Regions from separate parts of the Mus musculus genome. Here region 2 is linked to region 1. The links are chromatin contacts, called in public Hi-C maps. All regions are on one chromosome and are shown on one strand. The core of a region is the stretch at or near the end of the contact, and the rest is flanking DNA. Distances in the headings are between cores, read along the strand shown. Region 1 overlaps Daam2 (dishevelled associated activator of morphogenesis 2). Region 2 overlaps Kif6 (kinesin family member 6).

The links. A called contact is a pair of places that touch in the nucleus more often than the background predicts.
Region 2: a contact with region 1 is called in a Hi-C map of the N1E-115 cell line, with 5 times the contacts expected there. The contact joins two enhancer-like sites. A contact is called at or near these places in 1 of 15 datasets of contacts at CTCF or cohesin (the NIH/3T3 cell line), 2 of 484 Hi-C or Micro-C datasets (the N1E-115 cell line and embryonic stem cells) and 1 of 115 datasets of contacts at active chromatin or transcription factors (embryonic basal ganglia).

What each region holds. Positions count from the first base shown.
Region 1 is chr17:49,463,423-49,469,870 of GRCm38.p6, reverse strand. Daam2 (dishevelled associated activator of morphogenesis 2) reads left to right here. Exons shown (of 25, transcript NM_001379372.1): 18 at 105-211; 19 at 410-498; 20 at 5,240-5,408; 21 at 5,838-5,945. Among named protein-coding and RNA genes, the nearest start is that of Gm41595, 23 kb to the right of the region's middle. Within about 2 kb of position 1,445, at least 13 of the 459 cell types and tissues checked have an H3K27ac peak or open chromatin away from gene starts, as enhancers often do. A contact at or near this core is called in the N1E-115 cell line, where this site is marked.
Region 2 is chr17:49,814,207-49,820,001 of GRCm38.p6, reverse strand. The region is part of intron 13 of Kif6 (kinesin family member 6); the gene reads right to left. It overlaps Gm16555 (predicted gene 16555), which reads left to right. Exons shown (of 3, transcript NR_168028.1): 2 at 614-691; 3 at 1,546-2,384. Among named protein-coding and RNA genes, the nearest start is that of Gm16555, 4.7 kb to the left of the region's middle. Within about 2 kb of position 3,646, at least 63 of the 459 cell types and tissues checked have an H3K27ac peak or open chromatin away from gene starts, as enhancers often do. A contact at or near this core is called in the N1E-115 cell line, where this site is marked.

The DNA.
Region 1 (6,448 bases), core at 196-2,695:
CAGGCCCCTCCTCATACTGAGCAGAGGCAGTGCATGAACGTCTCTATGTTGAATGGACTGTGCATCCATCTGCTTCCCGTATGACTCGCGCCCGCTCTTTGCAGCTTCTCAAGTTCATCCCCGAGAAGAGCGACATTGATCTCCTAGAAGAGCACAAACATGAGATTGAGAGGATGGCGCGTGCAGATCGCTTCCTCTATGAAATGAGCAGGTCAGTTGGGAACGGGGCACGGCAGGAAAGAGGAGGTTCAGGGCCCAGCTCTGACAGTAGGGCACCAGGTATAGCAGGAGAAATGGGATTCAGGCAGCAGCTCTGGCCAAGGAAAGGGAGGGAAGAATAGCCCAAGAAAAATCTGGGGCTACCTTGGAGCCATGGGCTCACCTGTGACTTTGTCCACCCTGTCCACAGGATCGACCATTACCAGCAACGGCTACAGGCCCTGTTCTTCAAGAAGAAGTTCCAGGAACGCCTGGCTGAGGCCAAGCCCAAAGTAGAAGGTAGGGCTGGAGCCTGCAGTGCACACCTGGAGAGTGGACGTATCTGGGGATTGATCGATGGGGCAGAGGGAAATATCTGCCTTCCCCTAACCCCAGAGAGGTGCCCAAATCAAGTGTAACATGTAAAACTATGACATTTAGATTTTTCATCAGGGTTTCATGTGGTCTAGGCTTCCAGCTTACTAGGTAGCTGAGGCTGGCCTTGAACTCCTAATCTTCCTGCCTCTGCTTTCCAAGTGATGGGACTATAGGAGGGTGCACACCACCAGCTTGGAACTATAATTATTATAGAGAAATGTTCTTGTCTAGGTTGGCTTACATGCCAATCACATGATGCTTTCCTTTGCCCTGGGATTGGCTCCCAAGAGGTGTGTGTGTGTGTGTGTGTGTGTGTGTGTGTGTGTGTGTGTAAATAGGAATATAGCCAGCATCCTTCTTGGGGCCTGGCATGCCCAGAGTCATCCATTCTGTCCTACTTAAGAAGCACTAGGTTCACAAACTCAACTGGCATGTCTGCTTAAATGTGAGCTCATCGGGAGGTCCCTAGAGGTGTCTGGGGGATACAGACCTCCTCTATCACCATTGCCATTTCTGAGATCCTTGAGGAATGCTGTAGCAGTGTAGATGTTTGCTGTCTTTCCAATTGATACCCTTCCTCCTGTCCCCTAGTCACTCACTGTGTCAGAGAGTATATCCTTGGGGCTGCCTGTGAGGACAACAGAGGAGCAGGGCTCAGGAAGTGGTGGGAACACTGGAGGGCAGGATGGTAGACAGATATGTGCACCTAGCAAGGCAGAAGCAGGAGAAACTGATCGGGGGCTCACTTGGAGTAAGGACAAGACTTACAGGGCAGAACAAAACACAACAAACAAACAAAACAAGAGACTGTCTGGGAGGCTCAGGGTATCAGGCTAGGTGTATAGCAGAACATAGGCGCCCCCTGCTGGGGCATAGCAGGACATAGGCGCCCCCTGTTGGACATTCTCGGAGATGCCTAGTTCAGAGAGCAGGCTGGGGCTTTCTCAAAGGCTGCCTTGGGATTTCTGCAGTAGGAGTTTGTAGAGATAAAGAAAGCAGTGTTTGGCATGTACACACAGATGCATGCAACAAGGGACCTGCAGATTGTAATAAAGAATAGATCAATCATCTCTGTGGCATCTTCTTGCCCCGGTGGTGGGCAAGGCCTTATTATCATCTATACCCTCTTTTTGCTGCAAGCATTAAGGCTAGGGTGTGGGTGGTTCACTAATTATGCATCTCAAGTCAAGCAAATGTGTGTGGTGGCCATTTGGAACTATGGAACCAGAGTAGCTTAGGCACTGGAAAGGTTTCGTCTTAGACTGTTCGTTACTCGAAGGAGCAAGTACCTAAACTCTAAGACTCAGCCAGGATGGGCCATAAAGTGTCTTTAATATCAAGCTGCACGGAGAAAGACATGCTGGAGAGAACAAAATATTTGGGGGATATCAAACTTCTATAGCTGAGATCCAAAAGACATCTGTCCACTAGGGATGGCTGCTATCCTTGAAGGGCTGGGGAGCGGTGCCTGAAGGCATACACACATAAGCCATGTGAGGAGTTGAGCTTCTAGGTCTCTCAGAAGTATTCCTGAAGTAGCTAAGACAGAGCCCACCTCAGCTGGGTGCTGAGCTACTGACACCCACCTCTCGTCCCCCAGATGGGGCTCCGGGGGAAGTTGCTTCAATGTGGTTTTCCGGGTTTGACAAATTTCCCAATTCCCCTTTGAATATATTCTCCCTATGAATACATTCAATGCTGAGCACACCAAAATCACCAATTCTCATTACAAGTAGATGCACTAAATATAGCCTGGGTGAATGTGCCGGCAAGTGTAATATCTTTATGAATGCATTCATGCACGCATTATTCTTGCGAATGTCTGAAATGTCAGCTCTGCAGATGGGAGTTTTCTCATCTCCTGATTTCCTCTCAACTCTTATCATTTTCTGTTTTGCCAACATTTTTAGCATTTTTTAAAGGCTATCCCTTTGTAGATTTTTCAAACAGCTCATCAACCTTAGAAAAACTATCCCCAGCCGTGTAAAATTGCAGAGGAATTTTTGCAAGTAGGTTTTATTTACTTTTTTTTTTTTTTTTTGGAAAATGAACTTTTTTATTGAAATATGGCACACACCGACTATAACTGTTCATTCTAGGTGATTCGTAAGTCTCTCCCCTTCCTGTCCGTGTAATCAACTCAGGTCAAGAAGCTGAATGTGCTCAGGCTCTGTCTGTGTTTCCCTTCCCATCCTTTGCTTGTGAGATTCCACCGTAACGGCTGAGCCGTTCATCAGCCAAGCCCCCTCCCCCTGACCCCTGATCCGGGATCTCTCTACATAGCCTGACTGTCCTCAAACCTACTATGTAGGCCAAGCTGGTATCAAACTCACAGAGACTCTCCTGCCTCGGCCTCCCAAGTGCGTGGGCGGATTAAAGGCATGAGCCGCCGCCACCTGGCTCCAGCTCTTCTTTATGTCCTCCTTCCAAACATTCAAATAATGTCACCCTCCAAGGGAAGCTTTTCTCACTCCACTTCAGAGATAGCTTGATGTCTGGATGAGCCTTTCTATTTTGAATTTTCTATAAATGGAATGGTGTTTTATGAGTGATTTTTCCATTGCTTTTTTTTTTCGGTTTATGCCTTAAGAATCCACCCCCCCCCCCCAAGGTGGTGGTGGCTGTTGAGCTAGGCAATGTGTGCCTTAGCATTTGCTAGGACCCCAGTGACAAATAGCTCCCCCTTGGGAGTGTGAGGGGACTGCAAAGCAGTCCCACTGGAAGGTCTGAGCCCAGTATGGATGCTGGCATCCCCATGGCTGTATAAACGGAGCCCCTTCCCAAATCTTCTCCAGTTTATATACTCTAGGTCCCCATACCCTGCCCCCAGACCTCAAGGTCATGCAACAATTAGGTCAAAATTACACACAGGCATCTGGGGGCATGGATAGATACATGAATGGGAGTTCCAGGACCCTGGCTGCTCCCTCCTCCTGTGTGGGAGCACCAACAGTCAATAAATCCAGTGGGGACTATCATTCACAAGCAACTATCACTAAACTGAAGACAGTGGTCTTGGGGGACTTGGAGGTTAGTGCTGTACAACAGCTTAGCATTCTGGGTTTGGATTCTCCCTAGAGCTACATGTGGAGGGTGGATATTCAGTTTTCAGCGCTGCATTTTATTCCACTACAAGGCAATTTACGCGTTCTGGTTTGTAGTTTTGAAAACACTGGGCTGGGAGAGCTGGGGAGACGGCAAATTGGTAAAAGGCTTGCAGTATAAGCATGAGGACCTGACTCCAGAACTCACATTTCCAAATCCTGAGAGCTGGGCTTGGTGGCACACCTGTAACCCAGTGCAGTGGATGCTGATTGACAGATCCCCGAGGCTCCCAGGCCAGCTAGCCTAGCTGAAGGGGCAAGGTTCATGTTCAAGAGGAAAGGTGTCTCAAAAACAAGGTGGAGGGTGATTGAGGAAGACACACCTCATGTCAGTCTCCAGCCTCTATATGAACGCTCACACATGTACACACACACACACACACACACACACACGTGTGTGTGTGTGTGTGTGCATGCACGCTGGGAACAATCTAAGTGTGCATTCACAACAGGGTTGGTTTTAGTCCATAGAATGTGCCTATGTGGGATATGTGTGATCTAAAGACTTTCTGGACAACTCACACTTATTTCTTATTTTTATAATATCTTCTTCATGACTACTTAGTTTTTTAACTTGTCTTTGAAATTTCCTGCAAACTTTTTTCTGAGGTTTTCCTTTTTATGTGATAATGTATTTGTGTTTGCTGTGTGTGTGTGTCTGTGTGTATGTGTCTGTATGTGTATATGTGGCATGGGCACATATGTATGTACAATGCACCCTCATGAGCGTGCATGCAGAGGCCAGAGGAACCTCAGACATGAGGTGCCCTCCTCTCTTTCTCAACCTTGCTTTTGGAGACACAGTCCATCACTGTACCTAAAGCTAATCCTCTGAGCTGCACTGTCTGGTTAGTAAGCTCCCAGGATCCTCTTGCCTGGCTGCTCCCCTCTCTCTCATGGCCTTTTCCATTGGTGCTGAGGATTTGAACTCAGGTCCTCTGGCTTTCATAACAAGTGCTCCCACCCACTGGGGGCATCATCTTTCAAGCCCCAAAGGCTATTGTTTTATCTTCATAATGAGCATCTTCAGGAATCGTCAGACCAGCAGAGGCAGAGACAACTGGGTGGTTTAGTCCTCTTACTGTTATCTCTGAGCACAGATGCTGCTGTCCCCTGAGAATGGTACCCTTAGATTGTCCTCTGACCTCCACATACAATGTGCGCATCCATGCACATCCATACACGTATGTATCCACATGAACATACAATATAGAATTTCAAAATGTGTCAAACATCCCTTAATAAAAATATTCAGAAAGCACAAACTTTATTAGGTCTAGGGAAATTGCCATATTCAAGTATGTTTTCACGAAAAATATAATAACCTTTATGTGCATGACAAGATATTCTAAACCCTTCTATGCGGTTGTCTACTCTGGAGCCACACTAGCTTTGTCCTGAAGGTGTGGAGGGGGAGACATGGAGGAATCAGGACCGGAGTGCATAGTCTCTGCCTGGAAAGGTAGCCCCTTGCATCAATCTCCTGGAGAGCCAGAGGAGAGGCAGAGCCTGCTGCCCTGGCTCTGTCTGCAGCAACCCGCGCTGTTCTCTTCTCTCAGCCATCCTGCTGGCCTCCCGGGAGCTGACTCTCAGCCAGCGCCTGAAGCAAATGCTGGAGGTGGTCCTAGCCATCGGCAACTTCATGAACAAGGGGCAGCGTGGCGGTGCCTATGGCTTCCGGGTAGCCAGTCTCAACAAGATCGCTGACACCAAGTCCAGCATTGACAGGTGGGGACCAATGAACTTCCTCGTCCTGTCTCACCCCATCTGAGACTCTCCCTCTCTCCTCTGACTCCTTTCTACCTCTCCATTCTGGCTCATTCTTAGATATTTTAAAGAATTATTATAGTGTGTGAATGTGTGTGTGTAAACACACATTTGCACATATGCTCTCACACACACATGTGCAGTGTGCATGGGTAGAGTTGTTGGTCGGGGCCAGCAGAGGGTATTGGATGCCCTGGCACTGGAGTTAGTGGCATTTGTGAGTGCTCAGACCTAAACTCAGGTCCTCTGGAAGAGCATAAAGCCCTCTCAGCCACTGAGCCACTCTCTCTCTGGCCCAGTCATTGCTTTTGCCTTTCCTCCACACTCCCTCTGGTTTCCTCTGCCCCCCCCCTCCACTCTCCAGTCCCATGACACAACTGTCACCCACAGGAACATCTCTCTGCTTCATTACCTGATCATGATCCTGGAGAAGCACTTCCCAGATATCCTGAACATGCCCTCAGAGCTAAAGCACCTATCAGAAGCTGCCAAAGTCAAGTAAGCAGTCCCTCAACCCTTCCTTCCTCGTGGCCACACCAGCTGGCTCCCCACCACCACCACCATTTGAGGGGATGCTTGGAATGAGCAGGGTCTCGGGGTATGCTTTTAGGAGAAGCAGTCAGAGACGGTGTTTCAATGGTGATTCTGGAAATACCAAAAGAATGGAGAAGTGAACCATGCACAGAAAGAATGACACTAACAGAAGCAATAATTGAGACAATTGCATTCTGGGCAAATGGAACTTAAGCCTAACAGGGAGGCAGCATAGAACACCCTCTCTGGTTATTCCATGGTGGGCATTAGGGAGTGGGCTAGCCATGCAGCACACTGGCTAAGTAGCCTGGAGGGAGGTGGTGGCTATAACTCTAAAAGGCAGAGGTAAAAAATGCTCATATGGGTACTGGAGAGATGGCTCAGAGGTTAAGAGCACTGGATGCTTTTCCAGAGGACCCCAGTTCAATCCCCACCATCCACATGACAGCTCACAACCATCAACAATT
Region 2 (5,795 bases), core at 2,397-4,896, 350 kb before region 1:
CCGTATGATTCTCGTGCCCTCTTCCTCTAGCGGAGTGACATGGTAGTAGTGGTTCCTGTTCAGCCTCCAACAACCTGTGTGCCTAGAATCACGGCAATTCTCCTACCTGCCCAGACCCATATTGTTACACAATGTGAATGAAGATGCATCTTGCTATGAGTCACTGAGAAATGGTCTTGGTTTACGGTGAGAGGATAACTTAGTTTATCTGGAATAATGTGCATCAGTTGACTCAGCTGAGCACCTTCCACCTGCCTGAACACTTCCTACCCCAGTCCACTTTGGAACTACCTTTGTGATGCCCATCCCAACAACCCCTGATACCTTCCTGGCATCTCCTTGAATGCCAGAGATGGTAAGACTCCTCCCTAGACATTTATCTTTCAAGAGACAATTCCATTTGCTTACATACAAATGGTTCCAAAATTTAGATCTTCAGTCCTACCCTCTCCTTTGAAGGGTAGGTAAACTGGCACATGTAGGTGCCCACTGGGAATCTGTAGATCCCATTTCCACCTCCTCAATAGAGAGCAGGAAGTTACCGTTCCCCCGAATTTCTGACGAGTTCACTGGAAGGTGTGTGAAGATTTTCTCTCACTCTACTGCCCTACAGAGTTCAGAAATGGGTGCAGTCCATGCCACATGCAGGAGCTAAGATGTCAGACCCCAGAGGATTTGGCTTCCTGACGAGGTGAAACCATACCTAAGGCATTGATTAATTTGGTTTTAATTATTAATCTATAAATGGTCCATTGTAGAAAAGTTGGAAGATACTGAATGGTATAAAGAAGCTGGGAAAAAACCTGAACAAACCCCAGCGCTACTTAGTGGCTGCATTTTTCTTTCCACTTCATGCTGTGCTCTGTCTTATTACATAGTTAGGATGATAACACATACAACCCCTTGGCCTGCTGATTTCATTTAACATTATCTAATCACCCCTTTCTATGGTGCATCAAGATCTTTAAGAATATTACTTTTTATGGCTATGGAATGCATCTTTCTTGGAGTCTATTCCCTTCCACCAGACAGTTGTATTTTATTGTATTTGTATTACTTCACGGTTTGTAAGTATCACTGCAAGGATTCTCTTGCTACACGACCACTCTTCCATAGCTAATCAATTGTTTCCACAAGCCCTGACAGTGCTACTGTGCAGTACTCACTGTGGAGTTAGGAGAAAGGTGGTGAATGAGAGCTGATCTGCGACTCTGAGCTTTCCAGATCAATGCGCATCAGTCGACCCAACCGACCACCTCCCACCTGCCTGAAGCACTTCCTGCCCCAGTCTACCGTGGCACTATCTTCCTGATGCCCATCCCATCAGCCCCTGGCACACTCCTGTAGCAAGGAGAGACACCAGACAGCAGGAGAGCTTGTCTACGAAAGACAGAAACATGGGGGGTTGGGGGGGGGAGGCTGTGCTACTGAGGGGAGTCAGAGGGTTCATCCTCCATGGTGGCTTCTCTGCAGAGACATTTGGGGTGTTTTAGTAAGCCAGCTTACCAGAGGGAGTTCGGCATTGAATTTCATCTTGCTTTCTAGGAAGCCATGTGACTCTGAAGCCGTGCGGGAAGAGCCACTAGAAACCTGTGTCCTAGAAATCAGGATCTTGAACTTGGCTCCTCTAGTCCCTGACTTTTATACGGGAAGTCGGTATAGACCTGCAACTGCGTCTGTGTGATTGTGGAAATGTGTGTGGGTGTGTATCTGAGTGCATGTGTGTGCCTGAGTGCACTGGTATGATGGAGCTGGAGGAGAGAGAGAGAGAGAGAGAGAGAAAGAGAGAGAGAGAGAGAGAGAGGTGTCTGTGAGAGTGGAGAGCTGGAGCCCAGGCGCGAGCATGAGTCTCTGAAAGATTAGATGCAGTGGGCATGGATCAGAGCTAAAGGGTACTGGATGGTGTGGTGTGAATCTTCCTGTGTCTGACGCTTACAGGTGGTCATTGACATATGCACCTGTGCATGATGGGAGGGCATGGAAGGTGGCAGGAGGAAGGGCCTGGGGTGACTGTTCACAGAGGGGCTCAGGGTTTGTGAATCAGAGGCTAAGGGGAAAGGCCCCACAATCCAGGATCTGGAAGAGCTTATTTAATTTTGTCACTCACTGTGTGTTTCTGTGTATGAATACCTGCATTAAGGGAGCATCCTAAGTATCCATCAGCAGAAGAATGAATAAAGAAAGTGCAGTTTGAGGCTGGAGAGATGGCTCAGTGGTGAAAACGACTGACTACTCTTCCAGAGGCCCTGAGTTCAATTCCCAGCAACCACATGGTGGCTGACAACAATCTGTAATGGGATCCAATGCCTTCTTCTGGTGTGTCTGAAGACAGCGACAGTGTACTCATGTGCCTGAAATGAATAAATAAATAAATCTTGAAAAAAGGAAGTGTGGTTTATAGACACATAAGGGAAAGACAGAGGTGTGTCATTTGGGAGAAGATGAAGGCAGGAAAGGAGAGATGATCACAGAAGTGAATTCAGCCATGCTCATGTAGGGTTCCTAGGTTTTACGTAGGTCTAGAAAATCAGGTTGGTGTATGTCATGAAAGGAGAACAGAGGTGACTGGGCAGGAGAGGCGGGGGGAAGGGAGAGGGTTGGAGGCCTGTTGTGAGTGGGTAAAGGAGACTTGCATGCTAAAAACTTTACAGAACACAACCCATGCGAAATGGATAGATACAGTGAACGTAAAACATGTGGTCCTGACGAAAAAGAAGAGGAGGAAGGAAAAAGACTAAGGAAGGGAGGGAGGAAGGGGGAGGGAGGGGAAGAGAGGGGAAAAAATCCTCTTTTCTTTAAGCCAGAAGCAGAACTGGGCTGTGGAAGACATTGCCAAGTGCACGGGGCCTTCATTTACCCTCTGTGCCATGCGGCAGGAAGAGGAAGAGGAAGAGGAAGAGGAAGAGGAAGAGGAAGAGGAAGAGGAAGAGGAAGGAAAGATTCGAGCGGAGTTGAGTGACCTAATGAAGAAGCATCCTGAGTTGAGCCAGATCGGCGTCTTCTGCAGTAGAAAATGCTCACTGTTCTGGGAGGGCACAGCTGGGAGCTGGTGTGGCCCATTAGGAGGACTGCCCCCTGTGCCTGGCCCGGAAGCTGCCTCTCACTTCACTGGGCTCTCTAATGAGCTCTGGGGGAGCTCTGGGCAATAATTGCTCTCAGGGTATGAGGGACTCTGAGGGAGCAGACTGAAAGCCCCTCTGGCTAGACTTCCTCCTGTTAACAGACAACCAGTCTTTGAACTCATAATTACAGAGACATGGGTCTCCTAGCCTGGTTGCAAAAGTGACTCATTTTAACTCAATTGCTAGTGTCTGTCCTGTTACCAAATCTACTATTCCAAGTTAATGGGGGGGGGGGGAGAAGGTTGAAAAAAAAAGGAACATTTTTATTAAAAAAGAGCAGGATGATTAGAAAGAGCTCAGCCTGCGCTGTGCTTTCCAGACGTGTGGAGCAAAGTCAAAGCTCAGCCCTGTGGCAGCACAGCAACAAGGTCCATCTCAGAATGGATGGAGGCTTGCTTTCCACAGCCAAGGCAGGAGATGAGAGTCTCGGATGCTCTCCCCTCCCCCTCCCTCATCCCATGCGCTTGGATCCATTGGAACTGAAGCAACAAGACATAGCTTTCATTGGGTTGGTGTGACTCACAACTTTGTTGAAGAGTCAGAGATAGGAGATGCCACTGAGTTTGCCCGGGGCTAATTACTCAGACAGATGGAGTGACAGACCCGGCAATCATGTGAATTAGTGTGATCTGGTGACAGGGGTCTGTGCAGGAAGGAGAATGATAAAGCCTGCTGTCACCCAGCCTGCTCCTGGGGGCACATGCTACATCAATAGTCTTTGCCTAAGGAAACAATGGCTGGAGCCATTACTCCCTGTCAGTTGTGAACTATCTGAATAAGAGGATTCTCAGTCTTTTGCTGCCTCCTGTGTAATTAACACTGTCCAGGGCCACACTAAAGAGAAACAGACCCAGAGCGGATACCAGGCTACACAGGAGATGTTTTATGAAAGAATAACATGAGGTTTCTAATTAACCCTTTTAAATGCCTGCCTGTCCATCTGCAGCACTGAAGACAATCCCCGAGCTGTGAAGAAACTTGGGTCTGCCTGATTCGGTCTGGTTTTTTCAAATCTGATATCCTTTCAAATTGCTTCCCACTGAGAGCTGTTTGTCTTGTTTCTTAAAACCAGGTTTTCTTGACAGTTCCACAGAAAGAATGGTTACCGGAAAGTGTGAGTGTGTGTGTGTGTGTGTGTGTGTGTGTGTGTGAGAGAGAGAGAGAGAGAGAGAGAGAGAGAGAGAGAGTGCATGCGTGTGCACGTGCCTGTGCATGTGTGCCTGTGCGTGAGTATGTGAATGTGTCTGTGCATGTATGTGCAAATGCACATGTGTATGTTGAGGTCAGAGTTGGATAGACATCAGGTGTCCTCCTCAAGTGTTCTCCAATTTTGCGTGGATAGATTCCTCACCAGCAAGCTCACGCACACTCTCCTTCTCAGCACCAGGAGTATAGAAGTGCAGTACCGTGCTAGGATCGGAAAGCTATTTTGCACACCTCCTAAATCCCCTACATAAAATACTCATCAGTCTCCTCTGCCTCATATGGATCCCTCCCTGTAGCTGATAAACGATAACTATGAGCAATCAAAATAAGGCCAGCATACAACAGTCACTGATTGTCCCTAACAGGCAGGCTCGGTGGCCTTATACAGTTTTGTGGGTCTTGGCCTGTCTGTCTGTATTGTCTGGATCCTTGACTCTATTGTACTGTATTGTGCTTGAGTAGGAACACACGTTTCTCTGGCATTCTGGCATATTCAAGCATGCATTTTTGTGTATGTTTCTATAAGTGTGAGTCTCCTACATACTGACTCTACCCCTCCTGCCCATCTAAGGGATCCAACTCACAAACGAGGAAGAGAGTGGGAACTGGGGGAAGGGTTGCATGGTGTAGAACAGACAGTATTAACAGCATGATGTTCAGCTACTTAGGGGAGCAGATATTCAAACTCTCTTGTTACAAAAATAAAAATTTAACTCGAATCTGACTTTCTTTTTGTTTTAAAGAATGCATTTGTTAAACTAGATAATTGAAAGGTACAAAACTATCTGATCAGATATTTTGGATAGAAAGACTTGGAAGATAAATGCACCTTGACTTTCCATGCCTCACGAGCAATGCCTTCTTGGCTCTGAACAGCCCCTCTCAAGTGGCAGGCTCCACTGCGTTCTTACAACTTCATGTCACATACCGTCTCTTCTGGGAAGTGTCCCAGGACTCTTATTTAGAATCATGAACTTAACTCTTGCATTCTCTCACATTTATTTCAACATGGACCGGATGCTTGCTCGCTCCCAGAAAACAAGCAGGCACATATGCATGGCCATGCTAAATGGGTTCTCAGCAGAGTTTTGGAAGAGATCAACCTTAAGTTATGATTTGCTTAAAGCCTGGCTAGACCATGGTTGATGTCCAATTTAATAACTCCTCAACAGAAAGTCAGGGCGGGGTATAAATGAGCGAGCACTGTTTGGCACCAGTTAATAGGTGAGGAGAGAGGGCGTGCTCTTTGCCAGCAGATGGCAAAGCAAAGGGAGAGGTAGGAGCAGTTGCCTGGCTAGCCTGAAATGCACTGCCAATTCTCTTCACCTCTGCCTTCTGCTCACTCCACACCAGCAGTTGGTGCAATGAAAATAGAACTTAACCTATGAATATAATTCCAGGTTTTCCTAGTACATGTATTAAAACAAATAGGTGGAGGCTGGTGAGATGGCTCAGCAGTTAAGAACA